Regions from separate parts of the Mus musculus genome. Here region 1 is linked to region 2. A link is a contact called in public HiChIP or PLAC-seq data. All regions are on one chromosome and are shown on one strand. The core of a region is the stretch at or near the end of the contact, and the rest is flanking DNA. Distances in the headings are between cores, read along the strand shown. Region 1 holds the start of Sfmbt2 (Scm-like with four mbt domains 2). Region 2 overlaps Gm13261 (a long non-coding RNA gene).

What was found. HiChIP or PLAC-seq counts read pairs in DNA pulled down with a chosen protein or histone mark.
Region 1: an H3K27ac HiChIP or PLAC-seq map of embryonic stem cells shows a contact between it and region 2, with 14 read pairs. The contact joins the promoter of Sfmbt2 here to the enhancer-like site in region 2. A contact is called at or near these places in 1 of 39 promoter capture datasets (macrophages), 3 of 484 Hi-C or Micro-C datasets (CD4 T cells and embryonic stem cells), 7 of 115 datasets of contacts at active chromatin or transcription factors (CD8 T cells, effector CD8 T cells, embryonic stem cells and 1 more) and 2 of 9 other capture datasets (adipose tissue and pancreatic islet).

Annotation. Positions count from the first base shown.
Region 1 is chr2:10,366,826-10,373,144 of GRCm38.p6, forward strand. It overlaps Sfmbt2 (Scm-like with four mbt domains 2), which reads left to right and starts at 3,626. Exons shown (of 23, transcript NM_001198808.1): 1 at 3,626-3,727.
Region 2 is chr2:10,331,591-10,337,199 of GRCm38.p6, forward strand. All of the region lies in intron 3 of Gm13261 (a long non-coding RNA gene), which reads right to left. Among named protein-coding and RNA genes, the nearest start is that of Gm39758, 14 kb to the left of the region's middle. Within about 2 kb of position 2,866, at least 3 of the 459 cell types and tissues checked have an H3K27ac peak or open chromatin away from gene starts, as enhancers often do. A contact at or near this core is called in embryonic stem cells, where this site is marked.

The sequences.
Region 1 (6,319 bases), core at 2,376-4,875, 36 kb after region 2:
TATGTGCACACACACACACACACACACACACACACACACACACACACACAGTGTTTCAGGTACAGGGACTTAGTTGGATCTCAGATTGTGTATCAAATGTCAACAATGTTTCTTAAAACCATTTAAAAGGAATGTCATACATGATATTGGCTGGTAGTTATTAAATGCTATCATATATAAAAACATACCTAGAAGAGTGTCTGGGGTAAATTAGGTATAAAATATCCACCTTGGAGCTGGGGATATGGCTTAGTTGGTAGTGTGCTTGCCTAAGATGCAAAAGACCCTGGGTTTGATCACAAGGACCTCATTAAAATCAGATGTGGTGCTGTTTGCCAGCACTGATCATCCTTTGGTATATAAGTGAGCTTAAGGTTAGCCCAGGCTATAAGAAATCCTATCTCAAAGTAAAAGCCCCTCTTTTTTTCTCCTCAGAGAGTAGAGGAATACAAAGGGCCAGAAGCAGAAAGCGAGCATCTATATCTTTCCACTTAATAGTACTTACCAAATAATCTTAGTAATCTTTCTGGATTCCAGCTCTCAAAATGGCTGGACCTGAGCCTTCAGGACAGGGAACAAGTTTTCCAAGAGAAAACATTGTGAAGTATGATGTATGCGTCACTGTCATCCTCCGGTGTTCAAGCCAATAGCTGTGAAAATCCTAAGTGATCTTTGTCCGAAGGATTTTCAGACTGACACTCTATAAGCAAGCTCTTAGCTTTTTCAGCAAGTTGTCCCATGACTTTCTAGGAACCATGTACTTTTAAAACATTTCGTTTATGCTTGCCCCTTCTTTCTTTCTTTCTTTCTTTCTTTCTTTCTTTCTTTCTTTCTTTCTTTCTCTCTCTCTCTCTCTCTCTCTCTCTCTCTCTCTCTCTCTCTCTCTCCCTCCCTCCCTCCCTCCCTCCCTCCCTTCCTTCCCCCTTTTTCTTTTTTTAAAAACTCTTGTCAAAGGAAACAGAAATGTCTCCCCCCCCCCCCCCCCAAGACAGGGTTTCTCTGTATAGCCCTGGCTGTCCTAGAACTCACTCTGTTAACCAGGCTGGCCTCAAACTCAGAAATCCGCCTGTCTCTGCCTCCGGAGTGCTGGGATTAAAGGTGTGCGCCACCATACCCGGTTCAGAAATGTCTTGAAATCACACAAGTAGCCATAGCAGTAAGGAATCTCTAAAATTTCTACAAATATATGAGATTATATGCAAATATATGAGGTGGTTATATTTTGTGGACATCACTATAATGAATGCATTAATAATTCTTTATCTATGTGAGGATGCTCTCTGTCTCCAGGTATTTTTCAAAAATCACCTTCATGACTGGTACTCTCACCTCACCCCTGGACATGCTAGAGGCAAGGTAAAACTTACACAGTCATGGTAACAATAGGAGGGAAGTCCAGAAAGAAAGACATATGATCCAAAGAATAACTTCCCAGGATAGTCAGGTGAAGAAGAGCCTATAGATCTGTTCACTTGATTTTTCTTTTCTCTCTTTCTGTGGCCCCGGAGTTTATGCTTTGCCCAACTGTGTGGAACTGGTAGTGATAGTGTCAGAATATTACAGAAAGCAATTTGTGGCTATGGGGTAAAGCAGACCACTAGATAATCTTTGGAGTCATAAAAGACTTTTAGGAACATCCAACCCTAACCCGGTGTGTTTATTTTAACTACAGGGGGAAACGCAGTTAGAGAGAGAAGCCGCTGGACTCCCAGAGGTAACACAGATAAGTAATGATAAAGCAGGGACCAAGGTCTCTTGATTCCTAGTACTTTGGCCAAGAACTGTAATGTTGACAAAGGACTGAAAAAGGAGAGAGAGAGAGAGAGAGAGAAAGAGAGAGAGAGAGAGAGAGAGAGAGAGAGAGAGAGAGAGAGAGAGAGAGAGAGAGAGAGAGAAGAGGAGAGAATGTAGACTTGGTGAGTTAGAAGGCTAATAGAGTGTTCTCTTATGTGGTCTAAGAGGAAACAAGTTTTGGGGTAAAGGTCCTTGGAAAGAGAAGATTGCACACATTTGTCAAATATTGGTTTTGGCTGTTAGCTCTCCTGCTTGTATGTAAGCTTCCATGACCTGCATCTTTAAGAAATATTTAGATACAAAGAGTCTGTGGAAAGTGGATTCTTCCTTGCTTTTGAAGGAAATGAGCATGTAAAAAAAAATGACTACATGCGGCTCAACAAATACACAACACTTATTTATTACTTATAACGCAACAAGATTTAAACCACTACATGCCTCTAATATAAATATAAACACACAGTTTTTTTTTTTAACCTTGTAAGTTCTCATGACATGATTCTTAGGAATTTACAGAATATAAAGGAGAAACTTTTCCTCTGTGAACTTTTCTAATTTTTTTCTGTGACATTAGAGAAATGGAAGAGCATATACATATCTTACAGTTAACAAAACTAATTTAATTACTTTTTAACACAGTGGTGAAATGAATGGCTTAGCCAGAATTTAGGAATGCAAGAGCATATATAGTCAGTGCTATCAGAGACTTATTTGAAGGGAGATTTTTCAGAAAGTGTTAATTATTTTTTAGTGAATCACTTAGTACTATTAATCGTGAGACTGAACATGACTTCTCCTGAGTTGGAGTGCATTTTGTCTTTGGAAAGGCAGTCTCTGCTTTCTCTACTTCTTTATTTCTTGGCAGTGGTTACTGTTTTATTGATTTGGAGTGGGTCCCGCATTTGGAGTCACACATCCCTAAAGGGTCTGGTTGTGAAATGAAAGTGGAAATTAGACGGCATTGGAACGGGACGAAGGAGTACCTTTAACTTCGGAGGGAACCTGCTAGCCACTTTTCATTGCCTTTTGGGTGCCCTGGGATAAAAGTGGGAGGTGGGTTAAAAAGAAACAAAAAACAAAACAACAACAGCAGCAGGAGCAACGATCACAAAGAAAAGCCAAAGGACATAAGAAAAGCCATGTGCCAAGAGTGAATTAAAAGTAAAGGATATTGAACTTGGAGACCGTTTGCTGTAGACATCATTGGAGTAATTTGTGTAAACAGTGCGGCCACTACGTGCAGTGACAGCGCAATGTTTTTTATTTCTTAATCATGACAGGTAGATAGATAAATACACAAATGAATGAATGAATGAATGGGTGGGTGGAACTCCGCGCCATTTGCTATAGATCCTTGGGCAGAATTACATAATGTGGGTCTGAATATCAACCATATAGAGATTGCTTAATTACTTTGTCGAATCAGGTAAGATAATCAGGTGTGTGTTTAAAAATTTTGATGGAACAACGTTCAGTGGGCAATCGTAACTTTAAACCAGGAAATAGACCCGCAACCCTTACCGCGTTGGTAGGTTACAACTCAAGCCTCGTGGCTGGTGGACTGATAAAATTCTATTTCCTTCCAAAGGGGAGCTGCCCGGAAGTCCTGGTAGGGAAGCTGGGAGCTAGGTGGGCGGTCTAGGACGCACAAAGGAGTTCTGCTGCCTAAGGCGTCCAACGCAACCACAACCTGAGGCTTTGGAGAGTTGGGTTGGACAACCTAGTGTGAGTTGAGAGCTATTCCGGTCTAAGAGTGCTTTGCGCTTGGTTATTGGGGGGAGGAGGGAGGGAAGGGGGAAGGACAGGACCCTGACCACTCCCCTGGACGGAAGCGCAGGTTGGGTCTTGTGGGTCTAAGCCTCTAAAGGTGACTTTGAGCCTCTTTCCCACCTCTTTCTGAAGGATCAGCTGCGAGTTGAAGGAGTGAGAAGAGGTAAGTTGGGACTTTGAGACCTAAACCTGGACATACACTCTGGAATCCTCGGATTCTTCACCTGAGACCACCTTGGGTTAATAAAAGAAGCAGTTGCGGGTGTAGATGGGATGAATAATGTTCAGGGACGGGATTAATTTATTTTTGAGAAGTTTCTGCCGTCAGGAGTCTCCGACCTTAAGGATGATGAGCTCAAAAAATACATTGGTGTTCCTAAGAGTTGGACACCGGGAAGCTAGCTTCGGGAGTGGCAAACTCCGGCGGGTGATAAAAGTGTGAACCTCAGAGAATACTGATAAGCGAATGACTGGGGCCTTCAGGGTCTTAGATGGCTCTGTACTAAACGGAGGTGTATGGGCAAGGCGAGACGCTTTAGAGCTAAAGAATTCTCTAAAATGTGAAGGAAATATTCTCAGACTGGCAGGGCTCAGTCTTTTGTAACTTCCACCACGCTTTCCGAATCTCTGACTTTCGCCCACCATTCCCTCCCACCCCCCACCCCTGAGGCCCAATAATGGCGAGAGCCATTTCTGCGCTTCTCCCTTCTAGATTCTTCCAGATGACCTAAAGCCTCATAGTTGGTGATGTCTCCCGCGCAAAGTTAGCCTCTGGCCCCGTCACTCTATTGGCGGTTCCTAGCCCTCACCACTCCCTAGGGAACCACGTGTGGGAATTTCGCTGGGATGTTAGGATCAGGGAGGGTGACTAAAAATCTCAGTATGTAGTTGTTTTTTCGGAGAGTGGTGTAAGGGATAGGTGGGCAATAGAAGACTACGGAGTGGAAGATTTTTTTTTTTTTTTGAAGTCGGGGTTGTAAAGGCAAAGACCTTGAGCAATTGTGTCTTCTGTTTCCTAGTCGATAGAACCAGCTCTATATTCGCTCTACTGCTTCCCAGCTTCATAAACGGTGAGTTTTGTCTACCTGGGCATCTCCAGCTTTTCTGTATAGGGGACATTTCGTTTGTGTTCCGTACCACCATTGCGCCCAAGGCCCGGGAAGCTCATTAGCCCTTGCGCCACGCCCGTGAAAAAGTGCGGGTAGACCCCGCAGATCAGATTGGGCGGATCTTCCGCTCCATTCCTATAGATCATGAAGGACCTGGTTTTTCTTGATATGGGCCAGGGAAACCCCACCCTACGGGAACCTGTCCTGGCCAGGTGTCCCACCAGAAGCCCAGCGAGCTTCGTCACTCGCATTCCTGTAGATTGCAGCTGGTAGATCCCCGGCAGTCCAAACTTAACTCCCAGCATTTTTGGGTGTGGTACGGGCCCAAAGAAAACCTCTTCTTCTCTCCCCCAAGAACAGATTTTTTTTTTTTTGAGAGTCTTCATATAAAAGCACAATTAAAGTACAGGGTGGGGTAGACCAGACGGGACCTTCGATTTTGTTTTTAGGGTCCCCCATTCTCCTCACTTCAAAAACTCTTGGACGGGTAAAGCACGAGATTATGCTCTAGGTAGACCAGGGGATTGCAAACCTAGAAAACAAACAACAGCTGAGAAATTGGGGTGTGAGTCCAGTTGTCGGGGCAAATGGGTGTTCGGGTACGCTTGCGGTGTGAACTTTCTACGGATCACTTGTGGAGGGAGTTGAAGGAAAGGAGGGAAGGGAACCGCCCCAGGGGTCCTCGTGGCGAGGTCCGTGCTCACTGGGGGAGGTGTCTACCTATGCCTGGGCGGGGGGAGGGGGGAGAGGCGGGGGGAGGCGGGGGGGGGCGGTGGGCGGGGGGAGAGTGTCACCTTGTGGGCGGGAGAAGGAGTCTACCACGAAGAGCAGGCTAATTGGCTCGAGACATTTTGCGAGCATTGGAAAAAGGTCGTTGAAGGAGTTCGCTCTACAGAGAAAGAGAGAAATCTTAAAAAAGAGTGCCGGGCATGCGCATAGAGAGGATGCCATATTGGAATGAGGCTGTAGTGGGAGCTGGAGGACCCGAGCGGGCGCGCTAGGGAGGCGGCGGGTAGAGAGCGAGCGAGCAAGAGAGGGCGGGTGAGCCGGACCCGCGCCCACTCCGGTCGCCCCCGGGGGCCAGGTTCCACCATTCCTGGCAGGACAAACTTAATCAGGTAGGACGCCGCCCCAGACACGGTCCCCTCGTCCAACCCGGCCCGCGAGCAGATCTCTGGCCCGCAGGTTGAGTGTGCCGAAAGGCGTCTTTTTTTTTTTTTTTTTTTTTTTCCCAGTTTAGTTTTTTTTTTTTAAAGAAGGAAGCTCGAGCCAGTCTGGGTGGAGGGGGGAGGCGGGGGGTTGGGGAGGAAGGAGGAGAAAAACCGAAGCGCAGAGGCTGGAGAGGAAATGAGAAGCACTTGAGCGAAGCCTCTAACTCCTCTCTGCGCTCTGGGTTGTCATTTTTTCTCATTCCCCACCCCCTTCCCCCCGACTCCCGGCTCTGAAAAGCCAGGCCTTGCGGGAGTCTGTCCGGAGTTGCAAAGTGACCTCGTCCTCCTCCGGGTGCAGTCTGTTCCCTCCCCGCCGCCCACCTTCCTCGTTTATGCACTCGCTTTAGCGGCGCAGCCTCCTCTGCCACCTACCCCGGGTTCCCGCGTCTCCTCGGAGCCGGGGTCTCCCTCTTTTGGTGTGCATTGGGGGGGGGG
Region 2 (5,609 bases), core at 1,616-4,115:
GGCTAAATGGGATTTTAATAGAAGGCTAAGGGAGAAAAAACATTCCAGAAGAGGGAGCAGTGTGTATAAAGGCTGAAGGCCAGGAAGCATAGAATAAGGCTTGGAATGAGGGATGAAGCTAAGGGTCCAGGCTGAGGCCAGGGCACAGGTGCATGCGAGACTCACAGGGAGGTAGCATGGTCAGATTTGTGCCTCTGAAAATTCCTTGGGGACAGTGAGTATGTGAATGGACTGGAACAGTGGATCGAGCTGCCATAGGGATCAGTTGGTGTTACCTCAGTGAAGAGCGTGAGGCCCGAACTCTGAAGAGTCTATATCTCAACACCAACATTTTAATTTAATGTACAGGAGAGTAGCTCTTAGCCCGGAGTCACTGCAGCCTGGCCAGTGCTATGTTTAGTTCCTAGTCATGCAAACATTTATAAACATTTCTCTTAGAATGTAAATTAAACATGATTCTTGCAAAGATACACTTGAATTAGAGGAATAATTTCTTTTTGATTAGTTTAAGTTAGCACATAAGACAAGGGATTTTATTATGATAGTTTTGTGTGTTTTTAATCCCCCTCATCTACATTCTCCTCCTGATTGCCCTCTTCTTGATAGCTCCATTCCTGCCTCTCAAAAACACCCTGTGCCTGTCCTAGCATCTGAATAACATTACCCTCTGTCTCGGCTCCCCCTCTTTTAAGACCCCATCTTTCCTGTTATGGTGCCTGGAAGGGTTTTGTGCGCATCTGCGCATGCGCACACATCCCTCCTTCCCTCCCCCCCCGCCGCCTCCCCAGGAAGAGCGCATGAGAAGAAACCTGTGCAGTTTGTTTTTCAGGGTCTCATCAATTTCATTTAGCATGAAGACTTCCAGTACCACCCATTTTCCTGCAAAAGTCAAGCCTAACATTTCTTTTATCTCTCTCTTTTTTAAAAAGATTTATTTCTTTCGTGTATGTGGGTACACTGTCTCTGTCTTCAGACACACCAGAAGAGCGCATAGGGTTCCATTACAAATGGTTGTGAGCCACCGTGGGGTTGCTGGGAATTGAACTCAGGACCCCTGGAAGAGCTTGTAACCGCTGAGCCATCTCTGCAGCCCCTAACATTTCTTTACACCAAATAAAATTCTGTCGTGTGTGTGTGTGTGTGTGTGTGTGTGTGTGTGTGTGCGCGCGCACATTTTCTTCTCCCTTTCATCTGCGGCTGGACACCTTGGCTGGCTCGCTTCTTTAGCTGTGACTAGTGCAGCAATAAACACAGGTGGGTAAGTGGTTCTGTGATAGGAATTAAAGCCCCTGGGTAAACACCTGAGGGTGGTAGGGCTGGGTCATCTGGAAATTATACTTTTAGCTGTGTAGGGAAATTTGACGAGTGCCCATAGCGACTATATCAGCTCTACTCTTCTCAGCACCACATGAAGGTTTCTTTTCCCTCACATCCTCACCAACGCTTGCTGTCCTTTGTTATCTTCCTGTCAGCTGTTCTGGCCAAGATAAAAAAGACAGAAGCCCGAGTGAAAGTGTGTGTGTGTGGGGGGGGGGGGGGTGTCTGTGGATAAAGCTGGCAGTGTTCATGCAGAAGACCCGAGTTTGAGTCCCAGTCCCCACAGCTGACAACTGCCTGAAACTCAGACGCAAGTGGGCGTCTGATCTCTCCAGCCTCCAAGGGTTTCCAACCTATTCATGTATCTGTTCATTTAGACAGGGACACACAAACCTACCCAGAATCAAAAACAAAATAAATCTAAAATAAGAAAAAAAAAAAAAGCACACAAGATCAGAAAAGTTTTTGTTCTTAACACCCTCAAAGTAGTCTTAATTTGTGTTTGGCAGGGGGCTAAGGATACGAATGTCTTTCCCAGGTAGTACTGGTCGCTTGTGTTTCTTTTGACAACTATCTCTTTACTTCCTTAGACATTCTGTTGATTTTGGTTTTTGTGTTTAATTTTTGCCATTCTCTAATCATCTAGCTATCTATCCCTCCTGGATGCACAAGAGCACATGGCATACTTCTGTAGGCTGCCTCTGAGCTGGGGACTGCTTTCCCTGGTGTGCCATCTGCTGGGATTCATGTAATTCCATTCACCAATTCTTGGGATTATTTCTTATGCCGTTGGAGTCCTTTATATAAAGACTTTGCCTGTGCTTATATCTTGACATATTTCCCCTTTGTCGTTTTTTCCAGAAGTTTCCACTATTCCTGCCTTATGTTAATATTGTTGACCCATCCTAAACTTACTTTTGTCTGGAGTAAAAGACATAAACATAATTTCATCCTTCTTAGTGTGGATATCTGCACCCCCAACATCATTTATTGAAGAAGTTGTCTTTTTTTTTTAAATTTGGTATATATATATATATATATATTTTTTTTTTTTTTTTTGTTAAAAATTAGGCAGAAGTAGCTGGGTGGGTTTGTTTCTGGACCATTCTCCTCCATTGATGTCCATTTTTATTTTTGTGTTTCTCTCAGAGCTATATTTGTCACTGTGGTTCCGTAATGCCATTTCACGCGCTGTATGGTGGGGCCCCAACGCTGTTCCTCCCATGTGAATCCTCCTCTTCCCACCCCTTTCCTTTCCTCCTTTTAAATGATGCTTGAGTGTGATAGCTACCCATGCTTTAGTTGCCATAGTCTTGAAGGCAGTCAACTTGACGGTAAAGCTGATACGGAGAAGAGAAAGAGTCAAAATAAACAGAGAAGAGGGATCTTAATTGTGTATTGAGCTATGGGGTGTGAATGAAAGGAAGTCTATTTTTATGCTGATCTTAATGTTTTTAGGGTGGGGCCAAAAGCAAAAACACTGCTTCCAAAGTAAGAGAGGGGCATGCCATTGCTGCAAGGTGGCCGGCAGGGGACACCTCCTACAGTGCGTTTCTTGTAACAGCCAATCTACTATTTGTTGAAAGAATCTACAGATGAAAGCTAACTGCCCAGGGGATAGTTAATTAGAATTGTAGCCATTTAGAAAAGATCTCCTTTTGGCTTCGAGTGCTCACGTCGGTGAGCGGTTCTTTATTGTTCCTTTCTTTGTTACATGCCTGTTTTCCTCAATTATGTCTGTCTATATTACAAATTGGTATGATCTCATCAAAGGCAACATCAGCCTTCTCTAATCGTTTACAAACCAGTGGGTAGTACTGCATTCTTTCAGAAGAGCGCGTGCAAAAGTCTAACTGAAAGCTAGTTTGTGCGCATGAAGGAAATGGTTTACCTAGACATTCACAATCCCAGGAGGAGACAGGGTGTTCTTCTTTGTGTCAACTTCTCTGGGCTTCAGTACATATGTGAGCAATTAAAACACAAATTAATATTTGGAAAATTTATCTAAGCATCTAGTAGTCACAAATATAAAGCTGAAAAAAATTGTAAGTGAGAAATCTCTCTCTTAGAGGAATTATACCCATGACTTTCTGGTTGCAAAGCCTAGAGGTTTCCCCCTAATTTATTGTGGAGATTTGTTATTACAAAGTGAAAAATGAAAAAAAGTAGAGGATTTTGGAAAATATATCAGCGACTGGAGAGCCAGTGCTAGAGAAAACCAAAGAACAATGGTTTCTTATCAGGGAGGACACAGTACTAATATTCATGACCCAACAGGAACTCTGGGGACCACAGTCTTTTTGTGCCTTCAGAGTCGGACATCTGCCATGCTTTCCTTATGATGGCCGCACTTGTAACTGTTCTTTTGTATCTGCCCTGTCCATCTGTGTCTCTGAGAGGTGGTTTTACTGTGGTACAATTCTGGGTTGATAGTGATTTTTCTTTTCCCCCTTCAAAGTTACCATTTCATTGTCTTCTGGTTTACATCATTGATGAGGACTCCATTATCATTTTGATTGCTAACCCCATGACTCCTGTGATTGTCAATCTTTCCCTGCACTATGTCCTAGTTGGGCAAGTCAACCTGTGTTCAAGTTTGCTAATGCTCTCATCTAAAGCTTGTCAAGGGACTGTTAATAGCATCTGGTATGTTTAAAGTATTGTGTTTTAGGGTCTGGAAATCTTTCTTCCGTATTCTCAAATACTTTTATCTTTCCCCATTATATCTAAAATTCCCTTACATTTTTTGAAATTGTTATTATAATTGTTCTAAAATTAGTGCAGTAGATTCCAATTACTGGACCTAACCATGTTTCTGTTCATACTGACTTATGTTTTTTTATTATCATTGTGTTAAGAACAGCTCTGCAATACCTAGATCAGAAACTCTTCTCAGGAGAGAAAAACTGCCCCCATTGTCTGTTTCCCCCATTGGAAAGCTCATTTTAATGAAATGAGGCTCAGTAGGTCTTCATCTATTTCTTACTTTTTGTTTGCTATTTGTGAAAATACTGTTATTTGCTTGATATTTTGGAGTTTTTCAAGGGAAACAAAAACCTTTTGTGCTGTTTTGAAGTTGATGTTTGAGCCAATAATTCAAATTTTCAAAATTCAAAATGTCATTAGGAGAAAAATATAGGGGGATTTGTTATATAATCTTGAATCAGAGGAACTCTTTCTCACACAAGACTTAACCTCAGATCTTTAAAACCCATTGGGAAAGGTTTTACTCTCTCTTTTCCTTTGTCTCTATAGATTTTCTATACATATCTTAAATTAATACTGTGAGCTATACCAAAAGACAAAGAAAATACTTGTATTGCATAAGAGTGGGGCATTTTGAGGGAGAGATGGCTCAGAGGTTAAGAGCACTGTCTGCTCTTCCAGAGGTCCTGAGTTCAATTCCCGGCAACCACATGGTGGCTCACAACCATCTGTAATAGGATCTGATGCCATCTTCTGGTGTGTCTGAAGACAGCTACAGTGTACTTAAGTACATAAAATAAATAAGTCTTTAGAAAGTGGGGGATTTTTTTTATTTAGTATAAAGATCAAAAGGATGGGAATTTTTTTATATAAGAAATAAAACAAAAATTGGGCAGTGGAAAAAACCCCCACTATAAGGAAAGTTTCACAGGAGGAGTGTTCCTCTCTTACTGCATCCTCACCAGCAGGTGCTTTCACCTGAGTTTTTGATCTTAGCCATTCTGACTGGTGTAAGATGTAATCTCAGGGTCGTTTTGATTCTCATTTCCCTGATGACTAAGGATGTTAAACATTTATTTAAGTGCTTCTCAGCCATTCGGGATTCTCTGTTTAGCGCTGTATCCCATTTTTAAATTGGGTTATTTGGTTTTATGGAGTCTCACTTCTTGAGTTCTTTAAATATTTTGGATACTATCTCTCTATTGGATGTGGGGGTAGTGAAGATTTTTTTTCCCAATCTGTAGGTTGCTGTTTTGTCCCATTGGCAGTGTCCTTTGCCTGATAGAAGTTTATCAGTTTCATGAGATCCCATTTATCAATAGTTGATCTTAGAGCCTAAGCCATTGGTGTCCTGTTCAGGAAATGTGCCCCTGTGCCAATGCATTGAAGTTATTTCCCACTTTCTCTTCTATCTGGTTTTATACAGAGGCCCTAGATCCACTTGGACTTGAGCTTGTGTGAGGTGATAAAATTCCGACTGCCAGTTAGACCAGCATCATTTGTTAAAGATGCTTTCTTTTTTCCACTGTATGTTTTTGGCTTCTTTGTCAAAGATCAAGTGTCCATACATAGGTGCTCCACTTTGT